Regions from separate parts of the Mus musculus genome. Here regions 2, 3, 4, 5, 6 and 7 are each linked to region 1. Evidence: chromatin contacts called from public Hi-C, HiChIP or PLAC-seq and promoter capture Hi-C data. All regions are on one chromosome and are shown on one strand. The core of a region is the stretch at or near the end of the contact, and the rest is flanking DNA. Distances in the headings are between cores, read along the strand shown. Region 1 holds the start of Actr10 (ARP10 actin-related protein 10). Region 2 overlaps Trim9 (tripartite motif-containing 9). Region 3 overlaps Trim9 (tripartite motif-containing 9). Region 4 overlaps Atl1 (atlastin GTPase 1). Region 5 overlaps Pygl (liver glycogen phosphorylase). Region 6 overlaps Pygl (liver glycogen phosphorylase). Region 7 overlaps Trim9 (tripartite motif-containing 9).

Evidence for each region. Promoter capture Hi-C pulls out the DNA fragments that hold promoters and counts their contacts. Hi-C and Micro-C count contacts between places; a contact is called where the count stands out from the background. HiChIP or PLAC-seq counts read pairs in DNA pulled down with a chosen protein or histone mark.
Region 2: an H3K4me3 HiChIP or PLAC-seq map of forebrain shows a contact between it and region 1, with 5 times the contacts expected there. The contact joins the enhancer-like site here to the promoter of Actr10 in region 1. A contact is called at or near these places in 6 of 39 promoter capture datasets (the 3T3-L1 cell line, 3T3-L1-derived adipocytes, liver and 2 more), 1 of 484 Hi-C or Micro-C datasets (cortical neurons), 5 of 115 datasets of contacts at active chromatin or transcription factors (astrocytes, embryonic limb bud, forebrain and 2 more) and 2 of 9 other capture datasets (adipose tissue and pancreatic islet).
Region 3: a contact with region 1 is called in an H3K4me3 HiChIP or PLAC-seq map of bone marrow-derived macrophages, with 3 times the contacts expected there. The contact joins the enhancer-like site here to the promoter of Actr10 in region 1. A contact is called at or near these places in 12 of 39 promoter capture datasets (the 3T3-L1 cell line, the SN4741 cell line, cranial neural crest and 7 more), 8 of 115 datasets of contacts at active chromatin or transcription factors (astrocytes, bone marrow-derived macrophages, craniofacial prominence and 4 more) and 2 of 9 other capture datasets (adipose tissue and pancreatic islet).
Region 4: a Hi-C map of cortical neurons shows a contact between it and region 1. The contact joins the enhancer-like site here to the promoter of Actr10 in region 1. A contact is called at or near these places in 6 of 39 promoter capture datasets (the 3T3-L1 cell line, the C10 cell line, the HPC-7 cell line and 3 more), 1 of 484 Hi-C or Micro-C datasets (cortical neurons) and 2 of 115 datasets of contacts at active chromatin or transcription factors (bone marrow-derived macrophages and trophoblast stem cells).
Region 5: an H3K4me3 HiChIP or PLAC-seq map of bone marrow-derived macrophages shows a contact between it and region 1, with 3 times the contacts expected there. The contact joins the enhancer-like site here to the promoter of Actr10 in region 1. A contact is called at or near these places in 7 of 39 promoter capture datasets (cranial neural crest, embryonic stem cells, frontonasal cranial neural crest and 4 more), 2 of 484 Hi-C or Micro-C datasets (cortical neurons and uterus), 14 of 115 datasets of contacts at active chromatin or transcription factors (the NIH/3T3 cell line, astrocytes, bone marrow-derived macrophages and 10 more) and 2 of 9 other capture datasets (adipose tissue and pancreatic islet).
Region 6: a promoter capture Hi-C map of hippocampal neurons shows a contact between it and region 1, with 4 times the contacts expected there. The contact joins the enhancer-like site here to the promoter of Actr10 in region 1. A contact is called at or near these places in 8 of 39 promoter capture datasets (the 3T3-L1 cell line, the C10 cell line, the SN4741 cell line and 4 more), 4 of 115 datasets of contacts at active chromatin or transcription factors (astrocytes, bone marrow-derived macrophages, neural tube and 1 more) and 1 of 9 other capture datasets (pancreatic islet).
Region 7: a contact with region 1 is called in an H3K27ac HiChIP or PLAC-seq map of stem cell-derived neural progenitor cells, with 6 times the contacts expected there. The contact joins the enhancer-like site here to the promoter of Actr10 in region 1. A contact is called at or near these places in 9 of 39 promoter capture datasets (the 3T3-L1 cell line, 3T3-L1-derived adipocytes, the SN4741 cell line and 6 more) and 5 of 115 datasets of contacts at active chromatin or transcription factors (astrocytes, embryonic forebrain, embryonic stem cells and 1 more).

Annotation. Positions count from the first base shown.
Region 1 is chr12:70,936,421-70,939,120 of GRCm38.p6, forward strand. It overlaps Actr10 (ARP10 actin-related protein 10), which reads left to right and starts at 1,437. Exons shown (of 13, transcript NM_019785.2): 1 at 1,437-1,611. The coding sequence starts at 1,535.
Region 2 is chr12:70,276,375-70,279,074 of GRCm38.p6, forward strand. All of the region lies in intron 5 of Trim9 (tripartite motif-containing 9), which reads right to left. Among named protein-coding and RNA genes, the nearest start is that of Gm38467, 46 kb to the left of the region's middle. Within about 2 kb of position 1,352, at least 12 of the 459 cell types and tissues checked have an H3K27ac peak or open chromatin away from gene starts, as enhancers often do. A contact at or near this core is called in forebrain, where this site is marked.
Region 3 is chr12:70,250,118-70,252,817 of GRCm38.p6, forward strand. It overlaps Trim9 (tripartite motif-containing 9), which reads right to left. Exons shown (of 14, transcript NM_001286388.1): 10 at 2,326-2,367; 11 at 1,903-1,926; 12 at 840-1,143. Among named protein-coding and RNA genes, the nearest start is that of Gm38467, 20 kb to the left of the region's middle. Within about 2 kb of position 1,289, at least 53 of the 459 cell types and tissues checked have an H3K27ac peak or open chromatin away from gene starts, as enhancers often do. A contact at or near this core is called in bone marrow-derived macrophages and neutrophils, where this site is marked.
Region 4 is chr12:69,951,917-69,954,616 of GRCm38.p6, forward strand. Atl1 (atlastin GTPase 1) reads left to right here. Exons shown (of 15, transcript NM_178628.5): 10 at 1,524-1,651; 11 at 2,540-2,596. Among named protein-coding and RNA genes, the nearest start is that of Gm52003, 19 kb to the right of the region's middle. Within about 2 kb of position 1,380, at least 2 of the 459 cell types and tissues checked have an H3K27ac peak or open chromatin away from gene starts, as enhancers often do.
Region 5 is chr12:70,217,938-70,220,637 of GRCm38.p6, forward strand. It overlaps Pygl (liver glycogen phosphorylase), which reads right to left. Exons shown (of 20, transcript NM_133198.2): 3 at 1,652-1,730. Among named protein-coding and RNA genes, the nearest start is that of Pygl, 8.4 kb to the right of the region's middle. Within about 2 kb of position 1,399, at least 73 of the 459 cell types and tissues checked have an H3K27ac peak or open chromatin away from gene starts, as enhancers often do. A contact at or near this core is called in bone marrow-derived macrophages and memory CD8 T cells, where this site is marked.
Region 6 is chr12:70,191,243-70,193,942 of GRCm38.p6, forward strand. It overlaps Pygl (liver glycogen phosphorylase), which reads right to left. Exons shown (of 20, transcript NM_133198.2): 19 at 2,497-2,563. Among named protein-coding and RNA genes, the nearest start is that of Pygl, 35 kb to the right of the region's middle. Within about 2 kb of position 1,394, at least 51 of the 459 cell types and tissues checked have an H3K27ac peak or open chromatin away from gene starts, as enhancers often do. A contact at or near this core is called in hippocampal neurons and pancreatic islet, where this site is marked.
Region 7 is chr12:70,292,681-70,295,380 of GRCm38.p6, forward strand. All of the region lies in intron 1 of Trim9 (tripartite motif-containing 9), which reads right to left. Among named protein-coding and RNA genes, the nearest start is that of Trim9, 54 kb to the right of the region's middle. Within about 2 kb of position 1,406, at least 11 of the 459 cell types and tissues checked have an H3K27ac peak or open chromatin away from gene starts, as enhancers often do. A contact at or near this core is called in astrocytes and stem cell-derived neural progenitor cells, where this site is marked.

The sequences.
Region 1 (2,700 bases), core at 187-2,686:
ATGAATATCATGGTTGGGTAAGACTGGTTTCCCTTCTTTGAAAGCTTGTATGGAGCCTTCTGGTACCATGAAAGCTAGTTCTCAGGGAGGAGGCTTTCTGGTTAGAACCTCTGGGTCCTCTGTCTAAAGTGCATGGTGTCTTAGCAACAACGACTTATCCTCAACCTCTGCAATGCAACTAAGAGCAACAGCAAAGCTTGTTTGGGGAGTTTCTTGGACATCTCTGACAAACTGCTCAAACAGCATCTCCTTGCCCAGTGCTGGGATTTTTGTTAGATGACTGTGAGAAAATGTCTCTTTTGCAGACTGTCTGGACAGTTTTTTCAGTTGGGTCAACATTCTTTGCTTCCAGCCAGCAAGAGAAATAAATCAGGGTTTTTTTTGTTTGTTTGTTTTTTTAATGTACTCTTAAATCTTTCTTTTTAAAAAATACTCCACAAGAGGTTCCATTCAAACATCTGAGATTATTAAGGAATATATTTGTTTTGTGTTCATTCTTTTTTTCTTTCTGCTAAAATAACCACGATATTCTCCTTATTAAATTTTTATTTATTTGTTCTCGATTTCATGTATATGCTTTGATCATATCTTTGCATCTTGCCACCATGACACCTGGTTTCTCCTCTTCTAGAAATCCAATCAATCTCCCCAGCAACAGGCAAGAACTGCTGTCTTAGTAACTATTCTATTTCTGGGAAGAGACAACATGACTAAGACAACTCTTATAAAAGGAATCGTCAATCGGGGACCTGCTTACAGTTTTAGTTAATGATGGGGGGGTGGGGTGGCGGGCAGGCATGGCAATGAAGCAGTAGCTGAGAGCTTTACATCTTAATTGCCAGGCAACAAGGGTCCGGGGTGGGGGTTGGGGGCAGAGGAGGCAGGGAGGAGAGAGCTGCGCCTAGTGTGGGCTTTTTAAACCCCAAAGTCCACTCCCAGTGACACACCTCCTCCAAGGTCAAATCTCCATATCCTTCCAAAACTGTTCCAGTCCTCGGTGACTAAGCATTCAAACAGATGAGCCTAGGCGCGCGGGGGGGGGGGGGGGGGGGGCGTTCGCATGTAAACCACCACAAATACTGCTGTAATTAAGGAGCATTTCCGCCTTCCCAATCCAAGTTTTGAATTTAGATCTTAGGATCCTTTTCTAGAACTGCTTCGGGGAGAGTGAAAGCCAATCTCTTCTGAGCAGACTCTATCTTGTGTGTTCATTGCGGCGACTAAATGTCATGATAAACGACCAACACAGAACTGGAGAATGAGAAAGCGATCTCAAGTTCCTGCCTCCCCTCCTAAGCCGCTAAAAATCCTTACTACGCCGCGCAGGCGCCCCCGGCCGCTGAGCGAGAGGACCCGGGAGGCTCCGCCCCTCTAAGGTGTCCGGCGCGCCTGACCGCCTCGGCCTCCGCGACGTCAGGCCTCTCCTTGGCCAGCCCGGGTCCTCGGCTTTGTGAGGACCCCGCCCCGCCCCCGCGCTGAGGCAGCCCCCCCGCCGGGCGGACCACTTCACCCTCTCTACGTCGGTCTCTCAAAGATGCCGCTCTACGAGGGCCTTGGGAGCGGCGGCGAGAAGACAGCAGTCGTGATCGACCTAGGAGAAGCTTTCACCAAGTGAGTGGCCATGGGCGGCTGTGGGCCCGAGGGACGTGCCGGTGGTCCCGGACTGGCAACCGTCTTTAGGCCCGCTGGGCACCCGGGACCTTCCCCCGGCGATCCCGCGAATGCTAGCTCACATCGTTGCCTTAAGGCAAAGCTCAGTCCACACTCAGTGATGAATGTGTTGTCAGGGAGGACTCTCTTGGGCAATGCGAACCTGTAGGATCTGGTGGCCTGAGTGGGATCTGGACTCCTAGAGAAGCCCAGGAAGCTCGGGGAACGGTGTCCCCCACCCCACCCCCGTCTAAGGTGATCAGGGGCCATCACTTTAACTTTTGACAGCGATGACCCAGATTGTGCTTGCCTCTGGCTGGGTCAGATTGGAAGGAAACCATCGAATTGTAACGCTTGCTGACTCTTTCCACCATAAAACATTTATGGGATGGAGCCCCATTGGTTCTGGAAATAGATTGTTCTCCAGGAGTGTAGGAAATCAGCTATGGAGCCCTGGCACATGAAGACAGGAAGCCGCATAGAAATGAGACGGGAAATTGTTGGTTACCTTATAATACTCTTAGACCCACATTTTGCACTTTAAAAAAGCAGTTTGTAAGCACGGGAGTAGTGGTCCTCGAAGTGGCAGTCAAAGGTAGAGATAGCAAAACACAAATTCACAAGCCTTGGAACATCTGGACAGTATGAGAGGATGCTGGACGGTTTTAAGTTCTTTGGACCATCCATTTAAGAGTCCTTGTATTGGACTCAAGAACAACACAGAATTACATGACATATATGTATATATAAAGTGATGTTGTGTATGAAATACATATTAGGCTCCAGAAAGCTGAGAGTTCCATCATATATACATATTATGTGTTTGAGGTGAAGTTATATATGAAACAGATGTGTGGATTATTTTTGCATATTTTAAACACTTCCTAACCTGTAATAGATGTTAAGCAACTATTAAATAAATGGTCATAAGAACAGACTTAAAAATTGGTCCTTAGAAGCTACAGAATTGGATTAAACATAGTTCTTGATTATCCTCTCCTTCTCTGACTCTCCCATATTCATCTTACTTTTTTAAAAAACATTAATATA
Region 2 (2,700 bases), core at 102-2,601, 660 kb before region 1:
GTTCTCTGTGCTCACATAATCCTAGGCTGATAGTCTTCGAAGAAAGTAGATGCTCAAAACCTATTCTCAGCCATACGGCAGAACCCTGGGCAGACTGCAAAAAGACTCCCAATACTCTATTCCCATGAACCCAGGAAGGAGCTGACATTATCAACTGAGATATCAGAAAAATATTCCTAAAATGATCCCTAATAAAAGTGGCAAACAAAACATAGTATGTCAGTTTTATACAATTAAAGGCAAGGAGCTCAAATGTCACTCACGGTGGTTTGGAAAGAAGGTTGAAATGGTTTTCTCATTAAGGTACAACCGGAAGCATGCCAGATAATTGAGGCATCTGAAGAATCATAAAGTCCAGTGTTCTCTAGACAGAGTTCACCTGCTGAGGGTGACAGACCCAGAAAGGGGCATACTGCTAAGTCCTTAGCTACAGAGGCATTGACCCCAGAGGGTGCATACGAGATAAGCTGCAGCTGCCTGAAGAGAACTCCATGGACGCTCACTGCAGACTATCTTCCTCCACAGCAACAAAGGAACACCTGCAATGTGATCTCAAAACCAGAAAGATGCCAAAAAAATTTTTTGTCAAGAAAAAGGCAGATATTTTCTGCATAAAAAAGTCAGAAGTTTAAATGCATACTTGAATTTACTTAAAATTTTTTTTTAGTTTCTATTGTGTCCACGTAACATCATTAGAAAAACATATTTAATGACATCATTATTTCATAATGGTCAGATTACATTAACACTATTCCAAATGCTATTTAATTTGCATCGTTTGTGCTTGGACTTAGAATGCAGTTTGAGGGGGGACTATTTTTTACTGACAAGCTGTGAAAGGGTAGTTCATCAAGGGGACTGAGGATTCCTTTAGAAAATGAACAAGCTAACCATAGACGAGGGACAGCTGTCCGTGTGCTAACAGATAGATATCCCAAAGGTCGGGGTGGGGGAGGGGGTGTCTCAACTGCAGCCAGTCAACTGATATTGCAGCACAATCTTTGGCTTTTTCTGTATCTGACAGGTAAAAATTATTCAGGCTGAATGGGAGCAGGCTACCACTGAATTGATTAAGCTTAATGAGTACAAAGCAAGACACATAAATTATCACGGCAGAGGGAAAATAATCAGAATCGAATTAAATTAAGACAAAGTGTTAAGAAGAAAATTTTACTCTCACACCAAATGGTCTTTTCTTTTAATGCCTAAAGGATTTTTCTGGATCTTCTATGTGCCAGGTCAGGTGCTGGACTCAGGGTGCTCTACATTTTAGCTGTAGTGTAGCTGGCATTCTCTGCAGTGTGTACAGTCTTGAGCAGTCCACACATACAGCATTCCCTGCTCTTAGCACTGTGTGCACCGATAAGCGAACACGTGACTGCCCTTGGACACGTGGTCTGTGATGCTCAGCTCTCAGACCTCAGTTTCATACCAGCTGCAGGAGCTGCTTGCTCCAGTTTCATGGCCTGGGCTCCACAGGGTCAGGTGGATGGACCAGACTCAGAAGGGCAGCGGATGTGGGAGCAGATTGCTCTGCCAGCCCATCCAAGCATTTCAAAGCCACGAGGCTTCTACCTTCTAATTGTCCCTTCCTCCTGCCCTAGGATCATCAAGGTGGACTGGAATTTCTCCTCTTCCACCAGAAGCCTTAGCACTGCTCTTTTATGATGCAGTCCCTGCTCCACACTACTTGAGACATAACTTTTTAATGCTTTTATCCTGTTGAGAGGATTGGAGACAGTCTGCCTGGGAGGAATTAAGCTGAGGCTCTATATTCTTGCAATAGGTGGTTTAGTGATGTAGGTATCATAAAAAGATTTTTTAAACAGAAATAAATGACTATGCAACACACACACACACACACACACAATTAAATGTATAAAAGGAAATTGGTTATTTCTCAAAGAAGCTACACTGGAAGGTGCTAGTTTTGTGGAACAAGTTGGAAATGACACTAGTGTGTTGTTCTGAAACTACTTCCTGGAGTGGACCCCTGCCCCATGGCTTGTCGTAACATAGCTTCCTGTGCCCCAGTGCCCTTAGCTGTGAGAATGGAGGTGACAATAAAAGCACTGCGATTGGATAATGAATGGTTTGTTTAACATTCCACAATGGCTGCCATTTTTTGTTGCCACAACACGATATTTTAACTTACAACTTACACATCACTTCAGACTTTGGTTAAGGCAGTATCTCAAAGCAATGCCTATCAATAAAAAAATGAGGAAACTTGAGTGACCAAGAGTAGAGGGTCGTGAAAAGATGTAGGAGTGCCTAACACACACATGAGTTCACCAACACACTGACAGCCCTAATGGTATTAAAACTTCTCTGGTTATAGGATTCTCTGCATGATAAGCAGAAACAGGTAGAGGTTTTTTCTAACATGTACAATTTGCAAAGCATCTACTTTTAGGATTTATTTATTGTGTGGGTACTTAAATTAAGAGGTGGAAAATGTAAATAAAGTTCTCCAGCTTAAAAAAAGATTTTACTTTTATTTTTAATTATGTGTACATGCGTGGGTTTGCAATCTGAATGCAGTGTCTACAGAGGCCGGAGGAGGTTAGATCCTCCGGAGCTGGAGTTTCTGGCAGCAGTGACCCACCTGACTGGATCCTAGAAACCAAACCCTGGCCCTCTGCAAGGGCAGCGTGCACTCTTAATTGCTCAGTCTCCTCTCCAACTTTGAAGAGTACT
Region 3 (2,700 bases), core at 39-2,538, 690 kb before region 1:
GGGGGGGTGATTAAGACAGACCAGTGTCATGAAAAGACAGCTTTGGCCCAGAAACAATGAAATACATTTGAAGAGACTGCAAATAAAAAGGGAGATTATATAGGGTATATTAAGTTAAAATTGTCTATATTTTGGTGATAGAGAACATTACTTAAGGAGATAGATACTCTATTCCCTTTCTCAGCAGACTGGCTGTTCTGCTTCTCACAAGAACAAGTGAGTTCTCATATAAAGCTATCCGGACTGGCATCCCTAACACCAAGTTTCGCTAATGGCTTCTATTCTGAGAAGCGGTATTGCTGATAATAACTGTTAGAACAATGGCTTCCATTTCCAGGCACTTCCAACGGGAGACATTTTTGCAAATCTCATCTCATGTAGTCTTCAGACCTCTCCTGCATGGAAACATATTATTATATGAATTTGGAGAATTGACAAACCAGAATTCAGAAAAAAAAAAAAAAAAAGAAGAAGAAGAAGAAGAAGAAGAAGAAGAAGAAGTACCTTGGCCCAAAACACTTTTCTGGTAAGTCCTAGGTCTGGGTTTCCAGATCCTGGGTTGTTTGTCTATAATAGATATGCCCAGGGATTGTCTTTTGTGACCTGGGTGGAATTTAATAATGAAGGGCCAAGCGGAAGGTACACAACTCTATCTCTATGCTACGTGGAAAGCAGTAGAGTGGACTGAGCTAAGAGATTATGCAGCACAGGACTTCCTACTCAATAAAGACTGTGCGTCCCATTCCCTAATGCTGTCTCTATAATAGGCTATTGAACTAGGCTCCTCCTTTTCAACCCAAGCCACCATGAAGAAGGCTTGGCGTGGGGCTGCAGGGTACCTGTTGGTGTGCGAGTTGTTGTGCATGAACCAGCTCCGGTTATTGTCCACATACATTGCCCAAGCTTTGTCGTCCTTCCCTAACATCATATCCTTCATCACATCGATGCGAGCCACGCCAAATGCTGGATCAGGGTGGTTGTCATAGCGATCTATGGTCAGCTCCCAGTAGTGGACGCCTTTGGAGAAGCCGGTTTTCCCCAGCACCACCCGGTCATCGTAGCTACTGCACGTCACTGTCAAGTTGTCATTGGAGAAGATGATGTCGGAGTGGGCCGAGCCGGGGTCAAAAGCAAACCAAGCCACTGGGAACAACAGAAGGGAGGTGAGTTTTTAGTAAAGCCTTGGGATTGTAGCATGCTTCTGGGCACTGTGGCACACAGTGTCGAGTTCTCATGCTGCCATGCAGGAAGGAAGTATTTGGGGCCAGAGTCACCGTGAGTGAGCAGATGGGGCGTGTCCTGGGAGTTGAAACTCTGCACCAGGAACAGACAGAGGACACAAGACCCATTCAGCAGAGGTTACATGGCTCAGACTGCACTTCCAAACCAGCTGATCCGGGACTGAAGTACCATCAAGTCCCTTCATCTGGTGACTGGCAGGATAGTGTGCCAGAGACATAAAGGGTGAGGGATATGCTAGGGTGTCTGTGTGGCCCTGAGGCAGGGAGGCTAGATCTACAATCCTGGATAGAGGAGGGATAAAGCACTGCGTGAAATCAGGAAATACGCTTAGGCAGAAGCACGGGAAACTGCCTCTCGTGAACCAGGTTTCATGTGCAACAGTGACTTGCATGTAGGGCCGGTTGCTTCCTTTATAACTTATCAAAAAGCGTTACTCCTAGAGCTGGCGCGTAATGTACATGGTAGAAGCAGTTTGGACATTGGGTGTAGAGAAGATGAGGTTCTTATACACACAGCTGTGCCCCAACTTCTGCATATTTTCTACAAAGCATAGTCCTTTGTTCTCTGAGGGGTGAGAGTGCTGATGCACTACAGAGCCCCGTAGCCACTTCACATGCACTTCCGCTCTGCTTTTTGTAAGAGAGTAATGGTGTTCCATACCTGCCAACAGCTTTTTAATGTCAACTGTTGTCATTCCGGTGAAAGGCATGGGGGAGAGAAACAGGGAGCGAGATTGACATTGATAAAAAGCATGTTTCCTTTGATAGACTAATACCAACAAGGGATCCATTGGGCACGTTACATACACAACAACAGCAGGCCTGCCTTGTGCCTCCACTGACATTTACCACTCAGAAACAGTGGTTTGCAGTGATGCAGAAGAAAAGGGGATGGGGTTGAAATATAACATAAAAAAAAAAAAGACAGGCTTTTTTTCTAAGAAATTGAAAACAGTTATAGTGGAGTTAGAATGACATTTGGAGAATTTTATTGACATGACAAAAGCCACCATTTATTTTGCAAAGGAAATTGAGCATAGCAGTCACACAGGCAGAAGGTAACAATTACAGTAGGTATACTTGCCTAATTGAGAGTAGGATGCAGATTGTGTCTCAAAATTGCAGCCTATAAAAAGATACTACACATCAAGGCTATGAAGTGACAACTGGGTTGATAAAAATTATTTGCATTTGTTTAGAAAGCACCAATCAAATATAGTCCCCAGAGGCCTGATTCATGAAAAAAGACCAAAAAAACCCAAAAACCAAAGCTCCTTTTATCATTTTCTTTGCTCAGTATAAATTGCTTTTGTGCTCTTTCCAAACACAAAGGTCTTTTCCAAACAAAAACCTTTGTTTAGTCGACTGTAAATGTTGCGGCTTAAATTTTCTTTATCTTCCTGGCTCAGTTTTGTATAGTAACACTTGCAAACTGAGGAGGTCGACTCTTTTAAAGATG
Region 4 (2,700 bases), core at 130-2,629, 980 kb before region 1:
TCCTTATAAAGAGACATTTCTAATGGCTTGGCAGGTACTCTTAGGAAATTACCTTCCTTTGTTAGTTTATGACCAAATCCCGTGCTAGTGCACCTTCTCTGTGGAGTTATTTATAAAGCAGACATTGTAAAGTGTGTATTTGGTAACTAGGGTAACTACCACATTGGCCCAGCCCCTGGGTTCCTTTTGCTCTCTTGAGGCAAAACTTCCTGAAGAAATGATGAAAATACAGGGTCAACTTGAGTGTTTGTCCACCTACACATATCTACTGAACACGAACAGAGCCCTCTGCAAACTGATCGGAACTTATCTAAGAATGTACCAAAATTTAAGTAAATTGTGAATTTACTATGGTCATCTAATATCCATAAGAAGTCAGATACTTGTATCTATTATTTTCTGGACCCATAATTAGAATTGTTAGCAATGCTTTTGGGCAAAGCAGAGATGTCTGACACTCTTTTTCAGAGCACATCATGCCAAAATATGCTAGTTGCTTTCTGGTGTAGTAGACTGAGGTATATATTTTTTCCATTCCAATTTCATAAGGAAGAGGTTTGAGTAGAAACTGTATTATACATATACATATATATACATATACATATATATATACATAAATATATATATACTGTTATCTACAGTATTTTTCAATCTAACACTGAATCTATTTTTCTTTTATTGAAAATATATGGTTTTATAAGGAGAAAACTTTATTATATTGATATTTAAGAAGAACATATATTCTAGATATAGTATGCTGATTATTTCACTGGTCACCTTTTAAACATAGTATGCACATTATTCCCTGTATTTAAAATGACTTACAAAGTTTTCCATGTATAGGACTTATCTGACCACCTACATTCTGTAGTTTTACTAGGTCTGTATATTAAGCTTGAACTCGCAGCTTTCTATACTTCTAATGTAGGCACAGGAAACACAGGAGAAGTTGAGACCATTTTTGAAGTCAATGGATTACAAGCCATGAATTACCTGCCCCATACTTTTTTGTTACCAGTGTGGTCTGAGCTTGCTTGATGGTGCATACTTACAAACCCAGAAATTAGGAGAGGGGAAGAGGAGTTAGTTCAAAGCCAGCCTTGGCTACATAAGAAGTTAGAGACCAGCTGAGATACATTCAATCACATCTAAAATACACACCTCTCAACCCCACCCCAAAGAGGTGTGGTAACATACATCTCTAACCTGAGCATTTAGAAGACAGAGATGAGGGGATCCCTGCAAATCATAAACCAACATAGTGAGACCCTGGGGCAGGGCCTGGGTTTGTTAAGGTTCAGGCTGGACCTTAACACCAGGACTCAAATGATTCTGCCCCAGCGCCACAAGTCGTTGGAATTACAGGTGCACATACCACACCCAGCTTCCCCCCCTTTTATGGGGAAGTGAGTGGTGGCATTGCCACTGGGGCCGGGGCAATGCAGGCAGCAAAGAGGGTTATTCTGGAGCATGGAGGATTGGACTGGATTTTTAAAGTAATGGTAAATTTCCTTTAATTGTAGAAATAGATGATGAATTCATCAAAAACTTGAAAATACTGATTCCATGGCTCCTGAGTCCTGAGCGTCTAGATATTAAAGAGATCAATGGGAATAAAATCACCTGCCGAGGCCTGCTGGAGTACTTCAAGGTACCACTCTATTCTAGAGCTCTTGTGAGCACTTCCCCTCACATAAAAATTCCATGGCAAACGTATAAGGTACCCATAAAAAGCTCCTAGAAATTATGACACACCTAAGAGAAATCACCTTGTGAGGAAATAAAATCTTTTTTTGAAGAAGGAACTATACTCAAAATAAATGTTTCAAAGAGTTGAACAAACCTTTATGGGAGTGCTTCTCAGAGTCTCCCTGTGCTGAATTTCACTTTTAAGATTGTCCAAAAGCAACGATATTTTCTTCCTGAAAAAAAGAGTCTTCCAGACTGTTACCTGTAGCATTGGAATTTTTAAGAGTATTACTTTAAATTTGTGTTTATCTCTTGACTTTAGTAAATGCCCTTTGCAAACATGCATATATTTAATGAAGGCATTAGCTTGGTTTGTGAAGTGCTTCAAAATTAAATGTCAATTTTTAAAATTGGGATTTTACCATCTAAAATGTCTTTTTGTACGATCTATTTTCCTTTATCACTTTGAACAATGGCTTTCTCTGAAATTCTGGCCTAACCCTGTAGTCAGACTTAGAGTTTGGATTCATGGCTTCATGAACCCTGAGCAGGTCAGCCCTGGGAGCTCCTGCTGATGGAAGGGCACAGGCCCAGAAAAGGGAAGCTCATCCATTGGAGGAGTTGGAGGAAAGCTGGAAGGGAGAGGAATGGAGCCTTTCTGAGGAAGGGCAGCATTGGCATGTGGGGATGAGTGAGAGAGCGTTTCAGAAGGAGCGAACAACTTTAGCTGAAAAAGCAAAGAAAGAAAGACTACTTCCTGAAAATATTTTTAAGCTGTCAAGACAACCTAAGAGGACAAATGTTGACTAAAACTGCTGGCTTGAGACTTTCCTTGGCTGTTTTGTTTCAGGCATACATAAAGATATACCAAGGTGAAGAATTGCCGCATCCCAAGTCCATGTTACAGGTACGGATTTGCTGGCAGTCATGGTATCTGAAAACATATCTGTCTCTGAAGCCAAGCTTTCCTGCTCATAATCACCTGAAGACCCCTTGCCTAACCACCTATCC
Region 5 (2,700 bases), core at 149-2,648, 720 kb before region 1:
ACCCAGCCTCGCCTGCCACTCTATTTTCTGGCCTTCCCCAAGAAACAGCAAAGGAGCAAGGTCATGAACGCCAGGTCCAGAGCAGAGTGAACACTGCTAGCCAATACTGAAGAGTCTGGGTTTCACAGAAGAGCAAAGAAGATCAATTCTTGTTCTTAGGTAGGCTTTCCACCAATGCTGCCATCCTCTCGATAGCCCAGGGAAGCCTGGGAAATCCTCAGAAGAGCGCGTCATGGGACGATGGCGAACAGCCTACCTGAAGAACTTACATACCTTACTACTAATAGGGGCACTAAAGCACACAGCCGCCGATGTAGAAAGGCTTTGATGAAATGAAACAGATGTAAGTGACTTTCTAGTAACTTGAGAGCAATGCTTATATATATATATATATATATATATATATATATATATATATATATATATAAGCATCCCCTTTGATGGCTCCCTTTAATCCTACTGCTCCTCTTTAGGAGCCACCAGGATCACTTAACACTTAAACTCTAATTTAGTATTAAACTCTAATTTAGTATTATACTCAATCCATACTCTCCCCTGTGTCTCCCTATATACATAACTCGTAGAAAATTCACCTTTTCTAAGAATATAAATAGCATCGCGTTGCATGGGTTTTATTGGGTTTGTTTTGAGCTTGGTGATCCACACAGCAAGTCTGTCTATTTCAGCATCCTTCTTTAAGGTTAGGCTGCTTTTAATGGGGTTTTAGAAACGGCACCGTGACATGGCGTTCCTGTGGTTTCTCCTGTCGTCTTGCGCACACGCTGCATTGGGTGTTTGCTTTGGAGAAACTCTCCTGAGCACTGGAGATGCTTGGTTATAGGTTAGAATGTTTAATAATCAGGTCAACTTGACAGGATCCAGAAGAGCTCAGGAGACGCATCTCTGGGGATGCCTGTGTGGGATTCTTTGAGTTAATGGAGGTGGAAAAATCACCCTGAATGTGGAGGGTACCACCTCATGGTCTGGGGCCCTCAACTGTGTAAACATTGAAAGCTGGTTGATCATCTACTCTCCTCTGCTTCCTGGCTGTCGATGCACATGACCAGCTCCCGCTACCATGATTTCCACACTGTGCCTTGGAACTCTGAGCAACAACAGAGCCTTCCTTCCTTAAACTGCTCTTGCTGGGTGACTTGTCACAGCATGTAGAGCTAGTATTATACTTTAAGTACTTTCTTCTCTGTTCGCTGGAAAGCCATTATTCAAGTAAAGCCAAGAACTCAGTTTGTCTGAATGTGAAGAGGTATATTAATGACATCACTGCCTGCCAGTCAACCACAATATCAAACTGAAGCCTGCAAGGTAAGAGTAGGGCTTATGGGAGTCGACCAGCCATAAACAAACAGCAGTGATGTAAACGGGTGGCTGTGGAAACCCTTAAGTGAACAGGAAGGAAATGGCTAGCTTTGGGGTTTTAAGCAATGTCTGAAAAGGCTTTGAGCAACACCTCTTTTCTATGTGGCCTGTGATCAGACCACAGGGCAAAGTCAAGAGCAAATGCGTCTACAGTAGGGACATGCTTTCTCCTTCTTCTAAGAAAGCCACTTGGCTCTTCTAAGCACGGTTGTGTATGGCACCCAAAAGGGCATAGATCACCCAGACAAAGTAACCTGCTCCCGCTGTCGCTTACCAGCAAGCCTCCCAAGACCGCCATTGCCAAGGCCGGCATCTTCTTCAATTTCTTCTAACTCTTCCATGTCCAATCCAAGCTGAGGAGAGAGGACAATACTGGATGTGGATACGCACTCAGGCTGTTCCAGAGACAATTCCACTTACTGAGGCACTGGCCAGCTACCAGGGTCATCTCTGTGCTTGATTTGGCCTTGGTTCCCCTGAAGCGGTTCTGGCATTGCATATAAATTGCAGAAGCTAGCAATCATTGGTGCCAGTGGTACAAGATGGAATAGCCAGGCACAGAGAAGCACGAGTCTTTGGGGTCCATTATGGACCATGCCACTTCCTTGACACTGACCCTTAGTCAGGTTGCTAAACCTCCCTTGTAAAAACGTGGAGGCTGGGGCTGGTGAGATGGCTCAGCGGGTAAGAGCACTGACCACTTTTCTGAAGGTCCTGAGTTCAAATCCTAGCAACCACATGGTGGCTTGCAACCACATGGTGGCTCACAGCCATCTTTAATGAGCTCTGACACCCTAGACAGCTACAGTGTACTTATTTATAATAATAAATAAATCTTTTAAAATAATGTGGAGGCTGAAAATACCTACTTAATTTAGGGTTGTGAGTCAAATGAGATTATATGAACAAAGCAACAGCATTAGTTTTGGGCAGAGTCCTATGTTAGCTATTATTTAATCTTAAAAAAAAAGTATGGGGTCATCGAGGTGACTCTCGGTAAGTGAACTTTCTGTTAAACCTGATGACCTAGTTTAATTCCCAAGACAAACATGACAGAAATAGAGAATAGGCTCTCATGTATTGTCCCTCTGATCTCCACATGTGTGCTGATGTGTTTCAGCACTAATGTGTTCATGCTATACATGCAAACACACACACACACACACACACACACACACACACACACACACAGTGTGACTCTTAAATTAAAAGTATATCATGAGATTAAAACTTTAGAAACAGTGCAGTTTCAAGCTGACGGTAACTAGACTGAGTGGCAAGATGGTCAGAAGGTGCAAGGTCAGACTTCTCAGGACAGATTTG
Region 6 (2,700 bases), core at 144-2,643, 750 kb before region 1:
AATGGCAGGAACAAGGGAGGATGGTTTATAAATGAGCTCGCTCTGCTGACAGCCAGCTGGAGCAGACTACACTCTTCAAATTCAGAGTATATTTCTCTTAGGGATGAAAGAGTGCTTTTCATTTTAAGAGAAACTATGAGCATGGTGTGGTGGTGGATGCTTGTAATTCCTGGTCTTCAAGAGGCTAAGGTAAGACAATCTCAAGTTCAAAACCAGCCTGGGCTGTATAGACAGTTAGGGAGAGTGAGAGAGGGCAAGGAAGCAAGCAAGAGAGCCAGAATAATAGCATGGATATGGAGGGGGGTGGCGGAGAGAGAGAGAGAGAGAGAGAGAGAGAGACTATGAATCTGTGGGTGGGAATTCTCTAATTGGTTACCATGTAAGCCATATTCTCCGTGCTTTATTAAAAACGTGGAGAGACCTGAGGCTGCAGGTCTGTTAGAGGACCTGTGTTCAGTTCCCAGCACCTGCCTGGTAGCACAGAACTCTTCGGCCTCCACAGGTACCTGCACACACCCTGCGCATACTTGGCATCCACACCCAGAGACACACATAAATACAATAAAAATAAATCTTAGAGTTAAATGGGACAACCGCTCCTTCAGCTAAAGGTGGAGAAAGAGACTAATCTCACTGTCTGTGGGCAGATGTGAAGAGATTTAACCTATGACTCAAAAAGTTTGAAAACCCGTGAACATTAGCTAACAAAGCAATGGAAAGCTTGCTGGCCCACTTAGTATTTTGGGTTCCCTTTGAAGGCCTGTGCCCCATTAGGTTTGTTCTGAACCCCCACAACCCCACTGGGGTTTCAAAAGAGGGTGAACCAAGGTCTTATTCGCAATCAAAAATATTTCAAAATCCTACATTTTTTTTTTATAAAAGAGTATAAAAATATATTTGGCTTACAGTCTCTCTTTTTTTTTTTAGATCTCTGTGATTTTATTGGAAGTTATTCAAAGTTGTTAAAACATCAGGAAATTTTAACATAAGAATTAAACTACCCTCCTACCATAAGCTATGCCTGAAACAGCATGGCAGCCTCCACTCGGGCTTGGAGATTTCTACATAAACATAAAAACAACGGGAATGGATAGCATGCTCAGTTCCTAGCAGGTCTTGCTTATTAATCGTCAGCAATGCAATTACTGCCAAGAGTCGGAAGCTGCAGTCTGCACTAATGAATCACGCAGGCGTGATTGAACCGCTGTGCTCTCGATGGGATGCTTAATTTAAACGAAAGCCCCGCGGTGTCTGACTGTCCTTGCCCTCGGTCCTTGCCCTCGTTCCTGTTTTCCTTTCCTGTTGTGATTGATTTCTATTTCCCCAGGTAGCTGCCCTCCCTCCTCTGAGTTCCTGGGTCTGTGCGGGCTGAACGGAAGTGGCCAGTGAGCGGATTAGCTCCAGAAACGCCTCTCACAGCTACGGAATTGCACTTAGCTATAGCTCTGTTAGGAGATTCGTCTGACTCAACCAAGAAGAGGAGGGCTGGCTGCAATGCCTTGAAGGATCTCATTAAAAAAACCTCAGAGGGTTGTCTAGGGTGAATGCAGGTGCTAACCTGTGCTTTGATAAAGGAATGGAAAAGAATGTTTGTGAAGGCGCCCTGGAGTCTCAGCTCAGACTCTGGTAACCCCCTCACCCCCAGGCTTTTACAAGACACACCAGAAGAGCCATTTGCCAATGTGTTAACTACAGGTGGAGGCTTATTTACAAAGCTTAAGTTTTTAAGTAACCATATATAAACCTCTCTTCTTTCGGTACATTTATATTCTAATGATCTGGCCTCCCACCACTGGGTCAGAGTCGCTGTGGGGGAAGGGTACGTTGTCATGTGTATTTGGAAACAGCAGCCTTGGTGACTATGATTTGTGGTTCTGGTTGAGAGACCTGGAGTTACAAGCTGCTTAAGGGAAGAAGGGCAGAGCTCAGCACAAAGAGGACCCTCTGAAGCGGGTACCCTGAACTTCTGAGACAGGACTGCTCGTTGGACACAAATCACAGGTGATTTGCTTTTTTAAATTAATACAAGAGTTTACAGTTGGTACAGAAATCTCAAATTCCAACCTCTGGAATAGCCTTCCCAGTGTGTCTTATAAACTAGCCAAAAGACAGATTTTGATCTGAACATCTGGAAAGTTCTCTCACTAGTTTCTATCTCATCTTTTCTTTTCTCTTTTCTTTTCTTTTCTTTTCTTTTTCTTTTTCTTTTCTTCTTTTCTTTTCTTTTCTTTTCTTTTCCTTTTCCTTTCTTTTCTTTTCTTTTCTTTTTCCTTTCCTTTCCTTCTCCTCTCTTCTTCTCTCTGTCTCTCTCTCTCCCTCTCTCTTGGTGTGGTACTGTGGGAGGGGGCTGTCAAACTCAGCCTTGCACAAGCTAGACAAACATTCAACCAAGCTCCCTAGGTTTGATTGGCCACTCGGGCCCTGTTACTTGGATTTCCTTAAAAGGAAACAATTAGCTAACTATAGCAAACTGTTTAAAACCCACCAGACACTTACCATATACAGCTGACTGACTTTTTCTTGACACTTGACATAGGCTTCGTAGTCTGCAAAGACTTTAAATCTGTTTAGGTTTTTTGTCGATGTGAGATTGGAAGAGAAACAGACAGAACACCTTCATTAACAGAGATTCCTTTAACTCTAAAGCGGGTACACATTAACCTAGACCTACTTTAACTTATCTTTTGCTTACTGGCAAGC
Region 7 (2,700 bases), core at 156-2,655, 640 kb before region 1:
TCTTAGCCCAAAGGCTCATTGGTTTGAGGAGTGGGGAGTGAGGGGCAGAAATAATGAAGATGCCCTAGTGCAGGATGAAGAAGGAAGGGTTGGGATCTTGTGTGATGCTCCGGAGCCACAGGCATGGTAACCACAAAGCAAAAAGTCAGGAAGGCATTCCACCTGACCAAGGTCCTCTTCCTTCTCCCAAGTGCACTTACTCTAGTCCATCCCACACCAGCCTCCTAACCAAGACCAAGGTCTACTCTCTTCCTAACGCCTACTGAAGAGGTCAGCTCAGGAACTTTGAGAAATTCCACCAGACCCCTCCACTTCTGGAAGAGAAAGGTCCTAGAGCACATAGGCACCCCTCCCCTCTGGAAGGGAGAGGCTAATTACATTCCTCAGACCACAGGGAATACCCCTGCAGATAAGGAAAGCCCTTGTTACCTCATTCCCTAAGGACCTATCAGTTTAAAAGTCACACTGTTCTGCCAATCACATTGTGCCTAGTGGCTGCTGCTCTATTCTACCCCTGAAAACTGTATAAAAACTGGCCAAGAGAGCTGTCCAAGGTTGCCGCCTCTGCTCTGGGTGCAGGAGGACCTCTTGCTTTTGCACTGATCCCTGGCGTTGTTCACTTGGGGGGTCCCCGGTAAGCTAAGGCTCATCAGAGTCTTACACTACACCACCAAATTGCCTGGCAACGTGTGCACAGGCGAGCACTGCTTCCCAGCCTTGGCGTCTGCTGAGATGCTGATCAGTGGGGCCTGGGTGAAGGTCTACCAGGAGAGGAGGGTCTAGGAAAGCTGTCATGGAGTAGCCTCTCCTCTTCATTTTCTGCCTCTGAGGCAGATCGATATCTTCCAAAGAGGAGGTCAGTGCAGTAAGGATGGAGGGCTGAAGACTCTGGTTTCTGGGTCAGCCTCAAAACTCTCACTCTGTGCTTCCTGTTGGGAAGAACAAACTGCTACTTCAGTTCAGTGCTAAGGCTTCCATTCCTTGAAGCCATTAGCAAGACATTTATATTCAAGATACCTTCTCCCAGCAGGCTGGGCAGACCCTTCTGTCCCTCAGGCGACACAGACCTTTCTCATTCCTCCTCCTTCCGGGGCTTTCTTCACAGTCCAAACCCCATCCATCTCCTCCGCCAGTACAATGCCTCACTTCCCCTTTCAGTAAAGAGACAAAAACCTCAAAATGGTATCTTTTGGTCCTGAATTTTTTTCCTCTTATATTTGTCTTATTAAATATGAAATGGGTCATTTTCTTTAAAATATGCAGGCCAAATGTTGGGTGGGAGCCATATAGGAGGGAGAAAGAAAACAGGATTAGAAGGGGTTAAATTCTGGCCCTGCCCTTTGCTAAGTGGCCCTGAGAAAGCCACTTTTGTCTGAATTACTCCAATGGGGGTTGGGGGTGGGGTGGGGGAAGAGCATTGAAATTATACTTTGTGGTTGGGCTCTTGTGAATACAGGGCAATGCTTAAGGGAACATTCATTATGTCCCATTTCATAGATGCTGCCAACTACTGGCTGTTTAAGGATTATACATAGTTTTGCCTCCTGCATAAAATGAGAATTCTACTTCTTGAGTGTGGGCAATGCATGAGTCACCGTATTTAAAGGCCAGGGCCCTGTAAGTGTAGGTACATCCTTAATAAATGTTGGGTGGTTTTAATCCATGTTTATACTCTCTTCATTCCTGTGCACATAAACACCTGATGATGCAGGATTCAAAGGACAGATTCCTCGAATAAGATCTGCTGGAAAACATCTTTGTTCACCTTTCCTTTGCTGTGTGTCCCAACCTCCAGAGGGCATGGCAGGACAACCAAACGAAAGAGCATAGTGAGTCCACCATTGTGAAGGGGCCATTCATTGCTTTGTGCCGTATCTTAGTGGTGTCATTTGGGAGTAAATTTTCTCTTTAAGAGCCATTTCCAAGATCCCAGGAAATAGAAGAAGAAAGGAGTTCTCCTTTTGAAAACACAACAATAAAATGAGAGGCTGATTCTAAAGGCGAGTTTGGTTTTCACTGTTATCCTTAGAACTCCTGTTTCTCCATCTTCCCCAAGTGAGTGAAAATTTGCTGGACTACAGAGATCTTTTTTTGTCTCCTTAGTAAATGTACTTAGAAATTTGGGAGAAGGAGTCAAATTCATCTGGCTACACACACATTAAACTATCTGATTTCTCACATTTCAACCTTAAAATGTATCATGTCTGTGAAATGTATATTATTATATAAAGTCATAAGGGTTTACTGACTGGCTGCATACTTAGAAGAAGCTATGATGGGGTCTGGGAACAACTCAGTGGGCAAGGTACTTGCTGCACAGGCACACACTCAACATTTCCAGAAAGCCAGGCTCAGTGGCACATGTCTGTAATCTCAGTGCAAGAAAGCCAGAGATAGGAGGAATCCTGAGGCTTGCTGGTCAGCTAGCCTTGCCGAAGTGATGAGCTGCAGGTTATGTGAAAGACCCTGTCTCAAAAGACAAGATGGGATATTACTGAGGAAGTCACATCTGGCCTCTACATACATTTAAGCGTGCACACTGGCATGTACAAGTGTACACACCCACTCAACACAAATAGGTACAAATACCCTCCCTACACAAATCTTTTAAATATTATTTAGTAGCAGACAAAGAGCTCTGTCTTCATTTAGTATCTAATATGTCAGAGCACTAAATGAACCGCAAAATAAATAAATAAA